Regions from separate parts of the Columba livia genome. Here region 2 is linked to region 1. The links are chromatin contacts, called in public Hi-C maps. All regions are on one chromosome and are shown on one strand. The core of a region is the stretch at or near the end of the contact, and the rest is flanking DNA. Distances in the headings are between cores, read along the strand shown. Region 1 overlaps KAT6B (lysine acetyltransferase 6B). Region 2 holds the start of LOC102087681 (dual specificity protein phosphatase 13B).

Region 1 (7,609 bases), core at 2,269-4,768:
GCCAAGAGCACAAATGCTTTTTTTGGTAACAATTTCCACTAAGGAAGTTATGAACTTCAAGACAAAAACCAAAATACATTCCTTCCATGTAGCAATTCTTGCACTAAAAAAGTTCTTTAGCTCAAATAAGAGAAAATAAATATTAGCATGTAAAGAATGCCTTAGACTAACACCTTCTTAGCTTTAATCACAAATAATTGCCTCTTCGTACACTAATGAGCAAGGCAAAATGGAAAGCAATTTAGACAATTCATTCAGGGTAATAGCTTTGTGAGCTAATATTACTGTTGAGAGATTCATTCTCAATTTCCTTGAGTACAACAACAGAGCAGCACTAAGTTTTGCACTTCAGGGAGCTTTTCTATCCTATGTAAATATAAACAGAAATCCCATTATCTATAGATAAAAACAATAAAGCAAGTTAAATAAATTTTCATATATTACTATTTCTTGTAACAGCCATCAGCTCCCTGGATCACAAGTGTAAATAAAACACTTCACTTACTGAAATCGATGAGAAACCTTCCAAATCCTTGCCTTTGGTATTGGGGCATAATCATTATGCAGGAGACATTGTACTTCTGCTGGCAAAGCTTTTCCTGTGGGAAGGAGAAACAGATCAAGTATGTCAAAGCACTGCTGAAGCAGGCAATTGCCTGCACCTGCCACTGTCCTCGTAAAATAATCCCAATAAGGTGAACAGACACATGGGGTCATTACCAAAGTCAAATAATTCCATGTTAATATTTAATTATACCAAGGAAGTACCAAGCATACCCTTCAAAACAAATATTTTTTAATTAGTTAACTACTTGGCATCTTAAAAATTAAATACATTGTCTAAACAGCATGATGAAGTTTAAGTGCTGTAAAGGAGAAGGATGGGAGGAAGAGGGCAATATTTTCATGCTCCACTGACCATTCTGTCAAGGATATAAAAGCGGAAAATAATATCCATACACATGGTGAAGCTGTATTTTCTGCAATTGCTATGCTAAGTGCCTGCTGGTTTCCATCTCTATTTTGCCTTCTCTCTCTGAAATAATACAGGGTCGGGGTGGAGAGGAGGAACCCCATACTCTGAGAACTGAGTCTTACTTGAAGCATATTGACTTTTTCAAAGCTGAATCCTTCTCACCTGAATCCAAATTAAGAGTGCTCAGAGGTCAGAGCTCTTTCAAACAGAATGAAGTAATTAACATACCGGAAACTGAGGCAAATATTCCATTGATTAAGACAAAAGAAGGAAGAATCTAAACTAGGAAACTGTTCTAAGAATTTAAGGTTATCGGTTCTTTCACATTTATTGATAAAAAGGAAGAGCCTTGAAGCCTTGTTACCTTTAAAAGATTACACATACACACAAAAATCTCTCAACATCAGCACTAGGTAGTTTTGAGGGAGACCAATAAATCAACCAAAAATATCCAGGTCAGCATAACCGACAAGAAGTTGTGGCAGGCACAGGGACAGTTTAAGACACCAGCTATCACTTCAGCTTCCACACATCAGATGACACCAGGCCAGTGATGACACTGTCAGGATCACATGCCAGAACATTGGTTTCTAAAGATTTCTTCAGCTGTGAGAGCAGATACTCATGCTGTATTTTACCAGGTGTCTTAGTTTCTATGGTATGGTGAAGTATTTTCTCTGTGAAGGCTTCTCAAACTCACAAGACTGCTGCTAGCATAGAGTTCACATCCTGCCAACATTATTTGCCATTAGGGAAGAAAAGCCAGAGTACTTTTGCCAGCAAGAACACACATTTTTTTAAAAAAAAGGTGGTGGGGAGGGGTGAAACACAGGACAACACATGCAGTTCAGTAAATAACTTCAGTGGAATCTGAGAGAGAGGTTTTCTTTTTCTTATGTTTTGGTAGTTAAAACATGCATGATCATCAGATGTAACAAACAGACTGGCCAAAAGCAACAAGGGTGAAGTGGAGGAAGAAATGCATTCTTGCTGAAGGAAGGAACAAACAACAAGAGAGATTCAACACCTCCAGTACCTTAAATAAATCTAGTAGGAAATATTTGCCTGTATCGGAGTTGACATGTTTGTATGCCACAAGAACTTCCGACTGACATAAGAGTGCAAATTGTGTCTACACATCTCACTGTTACTTTAATCCCAGGAAGGCCCCCCATCTTGGAAGGAACTGGCGACCCCCAAGATACCACTATAATATGGAGGTACTCTGACATGATTTTTAAACCTCCTAAAAGCAACATCTTCATACAAATCACTTCATAAACAAAGAAAACTATATACTGAGGGAGGTGGTGATACTAGGAGCAAGAAGTACTGAATGTCTGAGTAACTACCAATTCATCACATATCTTATGAACAAACTAATGGAAACTTCTGTTGCAGACACATCTAGTAATATTTCGCCATTATTTTTGTCATCTTTGTCAAGACAGTCTACAGAAGTATAACTTTTGTCTGTAGCGGTCACCTGTTACTTTAAAATCCAAAGCAAAACCCCAACCAAAAGACATCCACTCTAAAGTAAGCATCTGCCATAAAGTTAGGTAGGCACTGCATTCTTCCACTCAGTGCAATGAGTATCTGCATTAGATCAGAGTGCACACAGGAGGTGAATGCAGCTGGCCAGTTATGTCTGAACAGCCAGCTTGAACTGCTAGCAGTAAAACCATGAAAACACACCAACATTTCACATACCGAGCACTTTTAGAAGCTAGACTTGGTATACTATTGCAAAAATGGTAGAGGGAGGAAAAACATTTGATTTTCTACTGCAAACAAAACACATTCTAGGGGAAGGAAAACAAAACAAAAACAACAAAAACAAAAAATACACCACCACACAACCAAACCAATAACAAAAAACCCACCACCACATGTGGCTGAATGCACATACAATTGCTCAATTTGTATCAGTGTCTTAGACAAGAAAGTACAAGTGTATTTAAGACAAGGCACATTATATTGGAAATTTATAGAGAAGATTCAATCTACTGAATTGTTTCTTCTTTGCTGTTGGCACAAATATTAATAAAAGGTGAAAATTAGTATTTTTTAAAACAACCACTTATTTTTTACCTTAGAGAAATATCCAACTAAATGGCAGCCTTTCTCATCATTTTTTGTAAGGACATAGAAGAGGAATGGTTCAACATCATAATACAAGGTTTTGTGGTCCAGAAAGAGCTTAGCTAACAAACAAAGATTCTGACAATAAATTTTGCTCACATTTCCATCAACCTAGAAAGCAAGACAGATGCAGTTATTTTCAATGCCATCAACATGTTAGGACAAAACAACTTCTTGCATCAATCATATCCTAGAAAGAAACACGAACAAGGTGGAAGTACAGAAGAAACACACATTAAGTTTCAGAAGATAAAAGCCCCAGCTTTTTGTTAAATAAGAATTCTCCAGTTAGTACTAATTACTTTGCAAGTATTCTCCAAGGATCTGGATTTATTAAACAAAGTAGGTTCACCTTTTCATTGTTCAAGTGAGACTTACCTCTCCCAGTTCAGTCCTGAAATGAAAATGAGTGACTGGCAGACAACAAAATGTTCTAGTTTCTAGTTAAAATGATATTAAACTGTGGTTTGCTAAAAGGCAGTGGTGTACAACAGTCAAACAAAACAAAAACAGTGAAGTGTATTGTGTTGAATCCTTGAAATGGAAGGCAAATGAATGAGTTCGCAACTACATATCAATCACAGCAATGTTTTAGATAAACTAGACAAAACTTCTATACTAGACTAAAACACTATTGAGCAAGAGAATTAAATTTTCAGGCTAAGTACTACAATTAGTCTAGGTATGTTACGAGTGTAAGGAGTCAAGCTGTGACTCAGACAGCTACAGAAGAGCCAGACACAGATTTCCTAAATCAATTAGTTACTCCCTGGAAGGGAAGGCTCAGTCAAAGGCAACAGCATTTTAGAAATAATCTTAATGGAAAAGTTTGCTTGTACTAATATTCTTTGGTAAAGTCACTACCCATATTTCATTTGCAGAGACAGCCAAATGGTACACACATTGTCTCATAAAAGAATCAATTTTCTATGCTAATTTGTTTCTAGTAAAAATCCTAGTTAAAAATCTAAGTAACCCCCAAACTTTAGGATATATCTAGGGATTTCAAGGTGGCTTTAGTAGTATACTTGCAGTATCTGGATTAAAGAAAAAACATTTAATGGACAGCTACTGCTCCTGAAGGCATCAGAATAAACTTACGTGCAGTACTCAAGAACCTATCAAACACATTAAACTCTCATACAACTCACTCCAACTCTCTAGATGCTTGCTTTATTGCTTCTCACACTTATTAGCAAGTGTGCAAATTAAATGCAAGCATTACCCAAGTAGAAATCATCATCAGGTAAGCCACAAGCCTGAAAACCCAAATTATGTAAGATATATTTTTCAGCAAGAATATTTGTACAGAAATGTAAAAAACTCCTTAAATTCCAGACAAACTCAGCTTGTTCATCAGTTTTAAATGCAGGGGGGAGGAAGGAAGAGGGACTGCAACTTCAATAGCAAGCATCTATCAAAAGTTTCTTGCATACAGCATGGTAGTAAACTATGTCAAAGTCTTCTCTCAAATCTGTCAAAGTCATGCTCTAGGCAGAGGTACATAAATCTCAAATGTCAAACTCATCTCAAAAGCAGAAAGCACAAAGGAAACCACAAACCCTTCATTCTGTCAAACAGAAAACAGGTGTACAGAGTTCCTGAAAGCATCTGTGAGGAAGGACATCAACTGATGAGTAAGGTTCCACAATCAGCAGAGTAAAAACTGACAATAGCCTTTGAATTAAAAATACAAACACCCTACTTTATTTCAGAAATCATAACATAAGCGCTTATTAAAGCACCTAAAGTAAATAAAGGCAATAAATGCAGTGGAGAAAGAGTCGGAACATTGCTTCACATTCACTTTGTTTGCCATGTGTTTTTGTGTCAATCCCCCGCCCATACCCAACCCCTTTCTTTGAGCTATATTTTAATTTAAGAAGTTTTTATTCACATATTGGTAGTAGCTAATGAAATTAAACTGGAAAGCAGGATTTGCCTATTGTATGCTGCACAGCTCTTAACACCTGCTAACAGAGAAATTTAAGTTATTTTGGATTTACTAGGACAATTTTGCTTCTTGACAGGAAATAGATATATATTATAACTGAAGTCTTTTGCTGGGAGATCTACAGTCTTCGTAAACATTGCCCAAGTCAGGAAGGTTACAATCTTGATGCTAATAGCTATTTTTTAATAGCACAAATCCAAAAGAGCGAACTAAATATTAGGATATTGTTCCAATTTAAGTAAGGACTTTAAGACTCCATCGACCACTGTTTGAATAGACAATGGCAATAACCAAGCACAACTGACATTTACATAGTATAAGTTTCGAGAAGAACCTATGATACCTGCAGGTAAAAAGAAGTTATCAATATACACATCTAAACACATCCTAGTAATCCCAGCAGTCTTTTCTGCTCATGCAACGGGTAACAACTCTCGAGACACAGGAATGTGGAGGTTAATGCACAGCTGTAGTTACTGCAGGCATGCTGTCTGAAACACAAAATTCTATTGTCCAGGATATCCTTAAGACACTAAACTTAAATGGAAGATGTGTCTCAAGAGAATAATTCAGACTATAAAAATAATACACATCCACAAAGTTCAACTCTGACTTTCTAAATTAATGGCAGTGTGTTCTGGCCAAAGTTGGACTGAATCTCTGTCATCCAACCAAGCTGTTCCAGGGCAAGTTTCTCAAACATCCAAAATGAAGGCAAAAGCAATTAATAGATAAGTTTTTGTTTTTATAACAATAACCAAGAAACTGCTTTGCTTGCTTTTATACATTGGAAGCATCTACATTATTAGTATTCTCCCTACACCCAAGATACTCAAATAGCCAGAAATGAATGGGTGCAAGAGGTACGTTTGCTGAGAAGGCAAAGGCAATCCAGTAAAAGAGCTTCCGTTGCAGTCCCCAAAGACACGTACTATACAGTATCTTAAGAGGTTGGGTGGTGCATAAAGAAAATAAGAATTGTGACAGAATATGGTGGGGCGGAACAGGGGGAAGACTGGCTTGGTTTTGCAGTATAAGGGTCTCCAAGAAAGTATTTAAGTAAGTTTTCACTAGCTTTATAACTGGCCTGCAACATCTACAAACTCTCAGAAGGTAAGATTTTTATATACCTACCTCAAATACAGAAAGGTCATTTCTTCTGTAGATTTCATTGGCTGGAGGATGAAACCAGCCACATTTCTTTGAGTGCCTCAACAAAATGTTTTTACTTTTCATGTATTTAAGACAGAATTCACACAGGTAAAGCTTTGGTAATCTGTATGAAAATTAGAAAGATATTTACACAGAAAATTCATTAAATTCTATAAACAGAAAAGTTACCATAAAGTTAAAAGCCCTTCCCATTTGTATAGAAGGTACCATGAGTAAACACTGCTTAAGTTTAAAAAAATAAATAAAAAAACAATCACATTAGAGTGAATGATTAAACATACACATCAGCCATTAGAAAAGATTCAATCAATCACAATGAACCTAATTCAATAGAGATGGACTGCTCTTTTCAGAAATTTTATGGCTACTTACCTTCATTTTTAAATTACTGAAGCAGGGGAAGACTGATGCAGAAACTAGTCTACAAAGTTTTAGAGCACAGGGCAATCTTTATGTGTTCTTAAGCTACTAACAGTATGATCCTGGGATCACATTGGGATCACAGCCATAGTTTACACCACTCCAGTATTCCAAGAAAGTTTATCAACAGCATAAACGTATTTGAACTGTTTGTTCCATGATCTAATCCCACTGCACTGAGACAAATACCACACTGCCTCCCACAGGTGCCATCCCACTAGTGCCTCATTCTAATAATTATCCACCATTATGTCTCTATCTGGGATTAATTTAACTGATGAAACAAGTAACTCTCTCTTATCACATAAATTGAGGGAATAAAAAAGTAACTCAAATAAATATTAACACTATAAAAGCAGGAAATACAAATGCTTTCTACACTTGTCTAAACCCTTGAATTTTATATTACCAGTGGATGACACATAACTCATTCCTACCACACAAAGATGACCATATCTAGGAACAAGAGGGACTGACAGAAAAGGCAGCTTAAAATAATGCTATGCAAAGGTATTTTGGAATAGACCACATAACTTGAGTGCTTTATATAGAGGCAGAGCTTGATAAACATATAGTTCTAAAAATCTCCATGTGTGCCACTGATCCCATGGATTCATCAAAAAATTTCTTTTCAGCACATGCAAAAATCAGGAGATGTGCTGAGCACACATACTAGTTCATGCTCTCTGCCTGACTCCAAGGCGTGCCCTGGCACAGGCGGCCACAAATAAGACGCTGTTGCCATAATTCCTCACTTGGACTTATCTAGCATGTTCAGACCCCTCCCTGGTTCCTAGAAAAAGGATGTTAAGAAATTCTGGATGATAAACAAGGTTAATTGCTCCAAGTGGCGAGAAGTTGGACTTACGTGTTTGCAATGGTTTGGAGAGAAAAGCAAAAACAAAAAACCCACCACCCCACACCAACACACAAGAACAACA
Region 2 (7,609 bases), core at 1,662-4,161, 110 kb before region 1:
CTTTATTAAATCCCCAGTTAAAGCTCACACTGGGCTGCTGAGATACAGTAAATTATGAGTCCACTTTTACAGGCAGACTTTCTACAGAGTTTATGGGACTTGTCAGTGATCACAGTCAGGGCTGGGCCAAAATTTTCTGCCAAAACATTTTTTTTTCCACAGAAAACTATACTATCAAGTTTAGACACAGCAAGCTTCTCCTTCCATAGGAAATTTCAACGATTTTAATCTGAGGCCTAAGTTAGATGCATGTGGTCAGTATGTAATATGACCTTACTGGAGAAGAATGGCACGATCTTATGCTGTCAAAACATGAGTATTCACTAATCATCACCATTGTTTTCCCAACTAATTTCTAGTAGTTTTTGTCTTCTCTGTGTCCCTCTTGCTTTAGAAATGGTAAAGTCCACCCACCTTGCTGTGCCTTTTCTTTTACAGGTAAGGTGTTTGTTCATTGTGCCATGGGGATAAGCCGCTCTGCATCTTTAGTGCTCGCTTTTTTAATGATCCATGAAAACATGACGCTTGTGGATGCTCTGAAAACAGTGAGTGCTCACAGAGACATCTGCCCAAATTCAGGGTTCCTCAGCCAGCTCCGGGACTTGGACATTAAATTAAATGAAGAGAGGAAAGGAACCAGAGAATCTGCTACTAAAGAGCTGTAAGAAAATATTGCTGAAAGAAAGAGAACAAAACGTTATTTGAGTTTCCTGTATCTCTTTTAAATGAATTGCAGTTGTAAACTAAAGACACAAGTTTATGATACGCCAGAATCCATGTTACGACTAAAAGGAGATTTTACTTGATCTTTCCATTTTGCAAAATCCTCCCAGATTATATTTACAATTGGTTGTATATTGTATCTCTCACTCTCCACCTTAAAACATTGCTCTCTGCTGGTTTAAAAAAAAAAAAAGATATCAGGTTCCACTTCAGAAATAGCTGTGTTTCAGCAACTAGTGAAGCCCATATCACTTTATGAAGTGTTAGGCTATTTGAGGTGAAAGATGCCATATTATTTCTGCTACAATAATGCTTAGAAGTTTTCTTATGAATCAGCCCCACACCCCTTTGCTCCCTGCATCTGAAATGGTTTGTATTTTGAGACTTGAATCTGGCACTGGTTAGTTCTTGCTTTTACAATTGGTGGAGCTGCTGAGTTGGGGGTAAGAGGCCATTTAAACACAGAGCAGCTGGGAAACAACACAAGCCACTCTTTAAGAAATTATTCCAGGTCTGCTTATAGTATTTTCTCTTTAACTATTCATTAGATATATTCTTCTTTAGTCCATAAAAAGTACCTCTGTTTGAGAAGGTATTCAAATAATGTTCATCTTCCCTGGTAAAATCCACCGAGGACATGCTGTGGAAAATGCTTCTGAAGAGGAAGGTGGGCTCCCAGTTGAGGCTCCAAACATCTGTATGGGCAGTGGGAGCGGGTGCAGGAAAGCATTTGATGACAAAGTTAAAGGGGTCCCAAATTTGCCTGACAGTCCAACATTATAAAACTTGGGATTTTCTTTCTCAAAAATAAAGGTCATTAACATTGCAACATCATGTTCTGTGGCATTTGCTTTTGTGAGGGGACTCAAGTGAAAACTGAAGGGACACAGGAATGGCAAGAGAGGTGCTGACAGGCATCAGGCTTTCATCTTTGTGTCCCTGGGCCACCATAAGAGCATTCAATAGCTACTGTCATCTGATGGATCAGTGCTGCCTGGAAACTTTGTGAAGCACATCTGGCTCTCAGTTCCCAGCGGACAAACATTCACAGCACAAAGCCAGCTTGGGGATGGCAGTTGTTTGCATTCCTAGTACCAAACTCAGGAATGCAGAAGCATGAATACTCCCCACCATGTGAGCTGGCTGCTCAAGAACACCACAGCAACAAGGGAAAACATTCCTTGCCATTCCCACTGCTGTCTACAAGGCAGATTTTTGCCTTCAGGACAGACAACTCAGCACCTTTTATAATACTCTTTGGCAATATCTACATCTTCTATGTGGACCAGGCTACAGAAGCAAGAACACAAAGCAGAGCATTTGGCACTGAGGACTGGACCCTCACAGCAGGGCATCTCAGGGGGTTTTGATTTGGACTAACCCTGTGGACTGGACATCCCCAAGCAGCAGGCGAGCAGTGCTGGAGTGTTTCTTTGCTTTAGTTCCCTGTCTAAGGAAACCTGCTGACAAGCACCAGGGCTGCTCTGCAACGTCAACAAAAACAGAGCAAGTAGCAACGGTCAGTGTAAATGTATGCTTCAGACCCAAATAAAAATTTAATATGCATGTCTCAGTTACCAATTAACTCAAATAAATTGATTTCAACTTACAGAACGAGTGGGAAACCAACAACAGTGGATCTGGCTACAGAGATTCCCCCAGCCCCAAGCAAAAATCCACATTCCCCTGTATTTCCCACCTACAGGAAAACTCTCCTGGCCCTTGGCAGCAGTGGGACTGAGGCCAGTCAGCCACTTCCATCTGCAAAGCAAAGGGCACAGCTGAAGATGTTCTCACTAGAGGTACAAGATACCTGTAAATTATGTGCATTTCATGTGATAAAATCTTACTGTGTTTCTGGTGCGACTGGAAAACGTGTGTCTTACTCTGATGGCACATTACTGTAAACACTGCAGAACAGCACACAGAACGCACTTTCTCACCCTGCGAGGCAACGCACTCGGTTTTCCCCGCAAAACACCCGGCGCACCCCCTCGCCCCAGCCCGGGCGCTGCCCCCGCACCAGCCGCGGCACCGGGTGGCGCCGCCAGGTGGCGCCGTCGGCCCGGCCGGCAGCACGAGCGGCGGCGCGGGGGGGCCCGGCGACCCCCGGGTTGGCCCTTTTGTTCCGAGTTGGGGTCAAACCCCGAAGGAAAAGCAGCAGCCGGTGCGGGGGCCGTGCTTGGGAGCGCCCCCGCCCTGGCACGCCGTGTGCCGCCGGGGGGCTCGGGCACAGCACACTCACACCCGCCCCGCCGAGACAGACCCCGGCGGCCCCACGGGCACGCGTGACCGGCGTGAATGCCGCAGCCCCAGCCACGCACACAGGCAGAGTAAAACTCCACACCCCCCACTTGCGTGCCAGGGGTAACCCCAACCCCACAAGGACGCACCAGCCACCCCGACACCCGCTACAAGGTTGAACCCCAGCTGCCCACCAATGCGGGTGTGCCGGGGCAAGCCCAGCCACCCCCCGACTGCTCTTCTCCGACGTAAGCCGCAACTGCCCCGCCAACAAGCACACACGGCAAAAGCCCAGGTATCTGGGGTACACCCCAACCACCCCGCGACATTCCCGTTCCCTCTGCAAACCCCAGTGTCGCCGCCAGCACCGGCCCGGCCGGGGTGAACCAGCGCACCACCTGATGATGATCAGCCCCTCCACAGCGCAGCTCCCGCCGCGGCTGCCCGCCCGGGCTCCTGCAGGTCCAAAGAGGGTAGGGGATTATGGTTTATAATTAACACAATTAAAAATAGATTTTGAATAAACTGAACACTGAGAGGATAGAAATCTGTTGTGCAACTGGCACTTTAGGAGGAAAGGAACTGGTATTATTCAAAGGTAATCCAAGACACCGCAGCACAGGACCTTCTACTACCAGGCAAGTACTTTTAAGCTTGTTTACAAACCAACCCCCAGTGAACTTAATACATGCACTGAGAAGCATGAATTTAACCACAGCCAGCTCCGCAAGCAACAACACAACTGCAGGGCTAGGCCAGATTATAATCTATGCTGCTGTACTCAGAAGCTCTACTATTTGTGAAATTTTAGTTTGCTTTCCAGCTGGATTCTCAGGCTGAGGATCTCTCACTGAAAAAGATGCTTAAATTCAAGGGTTTTGTTTTTTTAAATACCAATCTGTCTTGTATTTAAATTTATTACAGATCTGCCTTTAAGATAATAGCCGTGAAACACTGTATCTGGGTTTCCCTCTCAGCTAATATTCACTAGAGTCTTTCTTGGGAAGGGAGAAACTGGGCAGCCAGTTACACTGGAGAAAATGGGAAACAGACTATGAATGAAATGCTGTGCAGTTCAAAACCAAAACCTGGGTGTGGAAAAAAATATCTATATAAAGAAGTTCAAGAGATGGGGGTGGGGATAATTTTTTGCCTTTTTTTTGCCTTTATTTTTTAATACTAACCCTCCATAGTTTGGGACTTCTATGAATTATTTATAACTAGGATAGAATTTTCAGAAAGAAACAGGATTTTTAAAATCAACAGCCTTCCTCAGAACATTTTTATTGAGGAAACATGTTTGTGTGTCTGTAGAAGACATTGGGATGCTTGGAGTAAAGGAGTGCAGGAGGAGAAGACTGGGTTAAATTAATTCCTGCTAAATACCTACCAGCAGACTTACTGTCTATATGAGGAGCTGGAGGCAGAATTGTACCAGGGTAAAAAGGATACTGTGTCTATTTATAGCACTGCCTTCAACACCGCAGGAATTCAAAGGAAAACTCCAACTCAGCACACAGTCTTCTCATCATCTGCTTCTGTCAAGATTAAATCAGGGCTGGGATGATTCCGTTCCCCTGCAAATCCCTGCTAGGAAGGATCTGTTCCTTTCTGCAAGTGAGGGACTACCATGGTACAAACCACTCCCGAGCTCATAGGATCTGGGCTCTGGGAGTCTTCACCCAGCCAAATGCCACCTCTTTCCTCTTGGTAGTCAGAGGAAGGGGATAAAAAGATCTTTACAAGCCTCAGCACTTCAGCAGGAAAAAACAAAGGTGTTTCACCTGCTCTGCATCCCTGTTCTCCATGCTGTCCCCAGCCCTTCTCCTACACCAGATGCTCTGGGGCACTTGCAAAAAACATGGTAGCATAGCGCCAGCGTGCTCCCAGTGTCAGGAGGCAGGGAGGGGAAGATCAGGGTCCTGGCACACAATCATTGTCACTCATGGTGTCACTGAGATCAGGCCTGTACCGCACAGGGCATCCATCTCTGACAAGGAACGGGCTCCAGCAGTTGTATAGGGCACCTATTTGTCAGTGGAAATGATTTCTGATGTTAAGAGTACAAATGGAAGCAGCCTTGGAAAAGCTATTGGCAAAAACCTGACCACCACTCCAAGAATAAGGCAGGCTCCTGGAGTTCCTTAGGTCCACTCTTCTTTTAGCATCACAGCGCCTCAGATCTTTCCTTCTCATCTTCCACCTTCCAGTTTCTCTTTAATAAGAGCTGCTCTTTCATTCTTCACAAAGCACTACCTACTCTACACTCTCGGTGCTCCTCTTCTGTAATTCTGTTATCAAGCTGTCTGCTAGGTGGGGAGCAGAGGTGCAGGACTTGGTGCTGCGTTTGAGGTACAGATAATTATTATGTGCATCTTTTCTTGTGGTTGCTGCCTCAACAGGTGGAAAACATGCTGTTCTCAGATAGATTTACAGCACTCTGAGCTCCTGCCTTGTCTTTTCTCTAAAGCCAGTCGTGTGGTGTTCCTAAAATAATAAACACAGCCTCACTGCTGCCACAAAAACCCCTGGTAAATATATTTTTATGGGAATGAAATATTAAAGGATTTGAACATTTCACTGAAAGCAAAATATGAGCAGTAAGGTTGGGTAAAGATTCAAAGGCTGGTTTACTTCCTTTCCCTGGGGCACATCAAGGCTGTACTGTTTGCACTTTAGAGATGGATAGCGGGGAATTACTTAACCCAAAATGATGGAAACAATTCAGACTATAATAATATAGCATGAGAGTTTCTCACATTACATCTATTCCCCATACTGCTGGCTATATTCTGCCTTCAGATTCACATGCACAACTCTCACTGGATTCTGGAGGAACTGTATTTGAAGCCAAAATGCATTTCATTGTCTTTCTGAAGTCTCTACGGTTTAGTTGCTAAATCCTGAGCTCAAGGACTGGGGACAAAGCTTGTCTAAACATTTCCCAGTGTCTGTCTCTGTGAGATTCCCATCTGCTATGTTTTATTTTGAATTTCATCTCCCTACTTTCCTAAAAACACAAAGCAGAAACACAGGTTTCCTCTGCCCTGGAGTGCAGGAATCACCAAATTTCCCAGCAGGTTCTTTCACAACATATGGTGGATCCAAGTTTGTTTAAAAATGCTACAAGCCCTTTGTGGAGTAGAAAGAGAGGAGACCAGAAATGTGGGCCAAGTTTCTGAGTGTTATGAACACCCCCCATTCCCCAAAGGGACTCCATATCCTGTTTCCTCTCTCCCAAAAATTTCACCTGGCTTTGGGTTTCATTAGGAGAAATACACATTGCTCAAGTCCAGGCTCTAAGTCTTTGGTTTGTGCTTCCTGCTGACACTGCAGAGACTATACGAGCAAAAAAACCTGAGTCTGACCTGTGGGCTTCACATTTACTACAATAGCAGAGCAAATTAAATGGAGAGCATGTTAAGCAGGTTGGGAGATTGTTGTTGACCAACAAATCTTCATTAAGTTCCCGCACCAAGCTGTGCTGCATCTCCAATGTAACTGATTATTGTGTCTCCATCTGTGTTTCAACTATATCTTCACCAGGCTTAAAACAAACTGAGACTTGCTTTAGGTCTAATTAGAAATAAAACATAATATTCATCCACGTTGCCCCACACATGCACCTAGTTTGGAGGTGCTGGTGCATCATTCAAACAAGCCAGGTTCCACTCTGTTCACCACCAGGTATTTACTGCTCTGGTTTTCGCTAACTCTTATTTACTGCCAGTGTCTCACAGAGACTTTGTTCACTGTTTTATGGTGACTTTCTGGATTAGTGGTTTGCATTACCAAATACAAGGTCTGGAATTAGTTCCTGGCACTGACCTCCAAAACTTTCAGCTCAAGAGCCACCAGCATGAACCCCAAGAGTTCATACAACTCATACCTCCCCACAGCAAAGTCCATGCTTGGCATAACAGCAGCTTTCACAGAATTAGACCAAAGCTCTTTTTTGATATTCATGACTGAAGGGAGGCTACCACAACTGGAGCCTCTGACAGCCTTCCCTGCAGGCCACTACTAGAAATACAGCTCCACAGGCAAAACTCAGGTGCCAAGCTACTCTGCTGTATGAGCTTTAAAAACACTGCCCAATTTAGACCAAACAGAGAAAGGTTTGAGGAAGAAGTGCAAGGAAAGCAAGAGGAACTGAACAGCAGTACTGCGAGTTATGTAGCTTCAGCATCTGCAGTGTACATGCAGAGCAGGATCTTCTGCCACAGACTGGCCTTGCCTTCAGGTAAGATGAGAAAAAATTATTAGCTATTTCTCTTCTGAATACAAGGTAAGAAACAAAAGGTATTACATGCAGATAAACCGCAAATGACGGAGGTAGCCTTTAGTACCATTCTTTGTCAGATAACATTTATGGTGACCAAACTACATACTGGCCATACCCCATACCACGTTGTTCTCAGAGTCAGACAACACTTGAAAAACATGGATTGGACTCAACCATTTCCATATCAAAGAGAAGGCATTGATTACTGGGTTATGGGGTTATTGGATTTATGCAGCACCACCTCCGTATGAAGGCTAGTACTGGTTCCCAGCACTTGGGCACTGCAAGGCAACCTCCCCTTCACAGAGCTGCCCGTTGTGTCCCTGGCAAGGCTGAAGAGTGCGAACACAGCAGCTG

The links. Hi-C and Micro-C count contacts between places; a contact is called where the count stands out from the background.
Region 2: a contact with region 1 is called in a Hi-C map of crop, with 2.6 times the contacts expected there. The contact joins the promoter of LOC102087681 here to the enhancer-like site in region 1. A contact is called at or near these places in 2 of 2 Hi-C or Micro-C datasets (crop and liver).

Annotation. Positions count from the first base shown.
Region 1 is chr6:23,530,225-23,537,833 of bColLiv1.pat.W.v2, reverse strand. It overlaps KAT6B (lysine acetyltransferase 6B), which reads right to left. Exons shown (of 17, transcript XM_021284349.2): 10 at 6,210-6,351; 11 at 3,071-3,232; 12 at 506-599. Among named protein-coding and RNA genes, the nearest start is that of DUSP29, 66 kb to the left of the region's middle. Within about 2 kb of position 3,518, at least 1 of the 3 cell types and tissues checked has an H3K27ac peak away from gene starts, as active enhancers do.
Region 2 is chr6:23,637,463-23,645,071 of bColLiv1.pat.W.v2, reverse strand. LOC102087681 (dual specificity protein phosphatase 13B) reads left to right here and starts at 2,911. Exons shown (of 4, transcript XM_021284351.2): 1 at 2,911-3,440. LOC102088175 (dual specificity protein phosphatase 13B) reads left to right here. Exons shown (of 5, transcript XM_065068572.1): 5 at 439-1,557. The coding sequence ends at 665.